Regions from separate parts of the Mus musculus genome. Here region 2 is linked to region 1. Evidence: chromatin contacts called from public HiChIP or PLAC-seq data. All regions are on one chromosome and are shown on one strand. Each heading gives the region's core, a stretch centred on a gene start, on an enhancer-like site or on the middle of the called end of the contact. The rest is flanking DNA. Distances are from core to core; before and after follow the strand shown.

Region 1 (2,700 bases), core at 69-2,568:
GTTTCTCTGGCATCTTCTGTGCCCTCTCTGGGCCACCTCACGGGATTCCTTGATGTGTATTCTAGGGTTGTGTGTGTTGCGGGCGTGGGGGGGGGGTCTGAATATGGGAAACTGGGACAGAGAAGCAGGAGAGGTAGCAAGTTCCTAATCTCCAAGGCAACTTTCCACTCCCAGCATGCATCTGGCCTCCGGCTCTGCCACCTGCTGGGTGGGGCAGGAGTAGGGTGGTGGGGATAGGGATGGGAAAGATCTTTCAGGAAGGCTGCTGGGCTGTTAGGAGTGGTAACTGCTCAGCGCTCCCACCCTCCCTTTGCCTGCCTTCCAGAAATTTCTCTTTCATTCTTTATGAGTCACCCCTACACACACCCACACACACATACACACACACACACACACACACACACACTTTCTCTATTTCTCTAGAGTGCTGGTCTAGGGAGACTAAAACTCAGGCTATTGGAAGTTTCCCCAATGTGTTTCATTTGATCTGGGTGGTGACTGGCAGCCCGGGACACCCACCAACCCATATTCCATCACACTCTCATTGGATGGGAAGGTGGGCTCAGTTCCAAGGAGGAGCTGATAGAGACCTGAAGAAGAAAAGTAGGAACCACTGAGAAGAGAGAGGGAGAGAGAGAGAGAGAGAGAGAGAGAGCGAGAGAGCAGAGCGCTGATCTTGATCTTTGGGCAAATTGTTCCCATGAGCACTGTTTCCTGTACGTCAGTACAGTGGCTCGATATACTCCACATATCCTGGTAAGGTTCAGACACACATCTGGACACCCAGAGGTCTCAGCAGCCTGGCCACTGTTAGTGAAACTTCATTATTTGACCCTCCGTTACTGGCCACTCCATTACTGACCACTTCAAACGTGCCAACACACTCTTGGTAACCTGGGGGGTAGGGTGGGGGCACAGCATAGGATAAAAAGGAATAGCGGGTTTCCTGGGGACCCCATTGAGTTATTATGCCTGTCTTTGACGGCAGAAGCAGAGGTGGCCAGGACAAAGCAGAGCAGCCTGCGCTCCAGGGAAGAGGCTCCTTTCAGAAAGGGTGGAGGCTGATGCTTGCGCAGCCTTTCTGGATCCACTAGATCTCCAGGGGAGTCCAGTGTCTGACAGGGCGGTAGGGGTATGAAAGGGGAGGTGAGAAGAGCACAGGGCAAACCTCCCCAGTCTTGGTATTAAAGGTTGTCCCTATCTCTAAGCCTAGGAAAAGGGGAGAGGGAGCTGGTGTGTGGGGGCAGGGCAGGAGGAGACTCGCCCGGCCTTGACAGCTTTGCCTTAGGGCAGGGGTCTGTGCCAGCTGTGGGCGTTGGATGGAAAGGGAGGAGCTGAACCACTACCTTGCCTTTACTTAAGGTCCCCTCCCACAGCGACTGGCCACATTGTTGCTGTATTGCTGTGCCCGCCATGTCTGTAAGTATACTGGGGCCCAAGCTGGGGAAACGGGGCTTTGGGACAAGGCCAAGTCTGGAAGCTGGGACTAGCTTAAACCTCCCCTTCAAAGCAAAAAACGGGTATCAGGAGAGCTGGCTGCTATCTCTTGGGTTTCACCAGCACGTCCTGATAGGTTGTCTCCCAGCTGGCTTTGCTTTCTTCTAACTGCATTGTCTCTGTCAGGTCTGTGTGCCTGTCTCTGCCTCTCCGTTAATCTGCATCCCTCTTGGTTTCTGCCTGGTCCCTGGAGTTCCTAGCTGGGGCTGACCAGTCTGTTTCTTTGTCTCCCTGGTTCTCATTCTTGCCCCACCCAATTCTTACAGGCTACCCAGCACAAGACCTCCCTGCCTCAGGGCGTCCGCGTGGGCACTGTCATGAGAATTCGAGGCATGGTCCCTGACCAGGCTGGCAGGTGATATCCCAGGTTCCAGGGGAAAGGGTGGGTGGGGCATCTCCTGGCTCAGTTGAACCCTGGTTCTTAGAGCCCACATATGGTGTCCCTGGAACCTTGTTTGCCATGTGGAGTCTTGGAGTCCCTATTGCTAGCTTAATTTGGATATTTTCACTGATGTTCCCCAAGACTTGTGGGTGGGTGTGCCCAAGTCTCCCTAAAAATGTAGGCTTCTAGAACAATAATAAGAATCCCTGGTTAGTCCTACGATCTCCATGTCCAGTTTTCCAGGACAATGAAAATCTCTCTTGGATCTTGAAGCTACCCTGGATGCCCAGGGTACCCGGTCATCAAGTCCATGACCTACTAAAATTGAGACCTTGGGCTTTGTGGGAATATTGATAACCTGGAATAGTGGGGTCCCTTGCTATTAACTCTGCTTATCTGGAGTGCGATTCCCTGAACCCCACTCAGGCACAGCAGGCCATCCCACAACCTAGGACAGCTCCAGGCTCTGGAAATGAGGGGGATCCTGGCTACAAACACAGGGACTCCCTATGGGTGTGGGTGTGCCGGTGGAACCACATAACTTGCACATGGTGGTTGCTGATCTTTGAGGCTTACTGTCCCCGAAGGTTCCATGTAAACCTGCTATGCGGTGAGGAGCAAGGAGCAGATGCCGCCTTGCACTTTAACCCGAGGCTGGACACTTCCGAGGTTGTCTTCAACACCAAAGAACAAGGCAAATGGGGCCGTGAGGAGCGAGGCACCGGCATCCCCTTCGAGCGTGGGCAGCCCTTTGAAGTGCTCCTCATCGCCACAGAGGAAGGCTTCAAGGTGGGTCTTTGAAGGAGAACACTCCAGACCCA
Region 2 (2,700 bases), core at 13-2,512, 470 kb before region 1:
CTAGTCATCATGGACTGAAATGACACTTAGGCCGTACTTCTGCACGGAACTTAACCAGAACGGTTTCTCTTTTTACTCTTCTCCTCCTGCCTCCCCCACTTCCATCTAGTTTTTTGGGACAGGGTTTCTCTGTGTAGCCAAGGCTGTCTTGGAACTCAAAAGATTTACCTTCCTTTGCCTCCAGAAGGCAGGAATTAAAGGCTTGCACTACCATACACAGTTAAAATTGTCATTCATGCTGGGCATGGTAGCGCACGCCTTTAATCTCAGCACTTGGGAGGCACAGGCAGGCGGATTTCTGAGTTCGAGGCCAGCCTGGTCTACAGAGTGAGTTCCAGGACAGCCAGGGCTATACAAAGAAACCCTGTCTCGAAAAACAAAAAAAAACAAACAAACAAAAATTGTCATTCATCCTCATCTCCTTTCTCTCCACAGGGTTTCACTATGTAGACCCTGGTCGGCCTGGAACTCTATAGACCAGACTGGCCTCGAGCTCAGATCCGTCCCCCTCTGCTGTCCCAGCACGGGGATTAAGAACGCGCCACCACTACAGCTGACCGGAGCTTCACTTTGGTTAGACACAAACACAACACAGCTAGTCTGTCTTCTCTTCCCGACCTACGATCTCTCCTTCAACAAACAGCCCCTCGGCGCTCGTCCCCGGAGCCCGCCCGCCCGCCAGCCAGCCCCTCTTGCTCCCCGCGCAGGGCCCATCACCTGGAGACTCTCCTTCAGTTGCGGGATGAGCATCTTGTAGCGCTGCACAGGATCGAAGTCCTGCTGCTGCTGCTGCAGGAGCCCGCTCTGGGCAGAACCCACCAACTGGGTCGGTTGTGGCTGTTGCTGGGGACCCGGACCCCCGGCAGAACCCGGGCCTGACACACCAGACGCAGAGGAAACCGCTGCAGCCTGTGGCTGGGGCGCAGCCATTTTCCTCCGCTAGAACGCCGGAAATGCGTCATAAATGCGTCTGCTCCGGTAGCTCCTCAGCTTTTTCAGTTGGCTGACCTCCTAGTTAGCCATGCCTTACCGACAGATTAGCCAATGGGAGAAGAGGATATGCATTTTTCTCCGCCCTCCCAAATCCGAGGCCATGAGTGGAATATCTTTTCGCCAATCATAAGAGGAGTTCCCCCACGGCTCCGCCCCTTCACCCACAGCTCGCCAATCACTGTGAAGGACTGACCAAACTCTATTTCCCTGAAGGCCTTGCGGCCAGGAGCGACCTGTCTAGTCTTCTGCGTCTTGGTAGCAGTCGGAGCGGGAGCTGCAAGTCTGTGTCCGACGCTGTCTGTGCTCTTACTTCAGTCACACCCGAGCCCTTCTCGTCGGCCCACTTCATCCCCTTTCCCCGCGGAGCCCGGCGTCTACGGGAGCCTGTCCTTGGATCCGGCGTCTCTCAAAGTCGGTACGCCACTCAGCGTCCGCCTGCGGCCAGCGAGGACGCCTACCGCGCCGCCGTCGCCTGGTCGCGATGGCGCCCACCATCCAGACCCAGGCCCAGAGGGAAGATGGCCACAGGTAGGTCTCCTGTCACCTGCCGCTTCATTTTGTTTTGTGAGCTGCAAGCTGGGGACTAGGCCGAGGGGGGCTGCTTGCGACATCACTGATTCCCTCAGGTCGGCCCCCGAGGTCGCGCAGCGCTCACCCCCGATGAAGGGGCGGTCCCCCCTGGGCTCTGCGGTCGCTTCCTGGTCCCCTGCTATTCAATTTCGGAATTGCACCTTGCGGGAGGGAGTCAGACCTCAGTCTCCTTCAGTGAAGCTTCTGGATTGCTCTCCTCAGGGGATTGAGCATCTGGCTTCATGCTTTATCACCATCATCACCATCACTCCTTCAGAAATTCGGGGGCCGGCCTTTCCACTCACATGGCCAACTCTTGACATCTCTCTCTCTCTCTCTCTCTCTCTCTCTCTCTCTTCTCCCCGAAACCAGGCCCAATTCCCACCGGACCTTGCCTGAGAGGTAAGCTCCCAGCTCCGTTTTCCAGGAGGGGTGGAACACGAACAGGGGAGGCGGTTAGGGGGCCTTTTTTGTGCTTTGGAGAATCTCATAAAGTGGCCCAGACTGGTCTTTGTGCCCCAGTCTCATGGGTGCCGGGATTGCAGCCTTATGTGCCCAGCAGCACAGGCCTAGGGTTGTGTGTGTGTGTGTGTGTGTGTGTGTGTGTGTGTGTTTAAATTGTACACACCTTAGCTCTGAGTGGCAGTCTAAAGACATTTCCTTAGGCTGGACAGCAGGCACTTTCACCTGCTGAGGTATCTTGTCAGCTTGAGGCAGGGTTTGTTTGTATGTAAGTACACTGTAGCAGTCTTCAGACACCCCAGAAGAGGGCATCAGATTTCATTGCAGATGGTTGTGAGCCACCATGTGGTTGCTGGGATTTGAACTCAGGACCTTAACTGCTGAGCCATCTCTCCAGCCCGTTTGTTTTTTAAAGATTTATTATATGTGAGTACACTGTAGCTGTTTTCAGACACCCCAGAAGAGGGGGTCACATCTTGTTATGGATGGTTGTGAGCAACGATGTGGTTGCTGGGATTTGAACTCAGGACCTTTGGAAGCCGCAATCAGTGCGCTTTTTTTTTTTTTAAAGATTTATTTATTATTATATATAAGTACACTGTAGCTGTCTTCAGACACAACAGAAAAGGGCGTCAGATCTCATTACGGGTGGTTGTGAGCCACCAGGTGGTTGTT

The links. HiChIP or PLAC-seq counts read pairs in DNA pulled down with a chosen protein or histone mark.
Region 2: an H3K27ac HiChIP or PLAC-seq map of thymic regulatory T cells shows a contact between it and region 1, with 3 times the contacts expected there. The contact joins the promoter of Paf1 here to the promoter of Lgals7 in region 1. A contact is called at or near these places in 1 of 39 promoter capture datasets (cranial neural crest), 2 of 484 Hi-C or Micro-C datasets (both in embryonic stem cells), 5 of 115 datasets of contacts at active chromatin or transcription factors (bone marrow-derived macrophages, embryonic stem cells, memory CD8 T cells and 1 more) and 1 of 9 other capture datasets (liver).

What each region holds. Positions count from the first base shown.
Region 1 is chr7:28,863,068-28,865,767 of GRCm38.p6, forward strand. Lgals7 (lectin, galactose binding, soluble 7) reads left to right here and starts at 1,319. Exons shown (of 4, transcript NM_008496.4): 1 at 1,319-1,419; 2 at 1,764-1,852; 3 at 2,467-2,668. The coding sequence starts at 1,414.
Region 2 is chr7:28,391,734-28,394,433 of GRCm38.p6, forward strand. It overlaps Paf1 (Paf1, RNA polymerase II complex component), which reads left to right and starts at 1,263. Exons shown (of 14, transcript NM_019458.3): 1 at 1,263-1,521; 2 at 1,936-1,965. The coding sequence starts at 1,475. Med29 (mediator complex subunit 29) reads right to left here and starts at 957. Exons shown (of 4, transcript NM_026042.3): 1 at 718-957. The coding sequence starts at 930.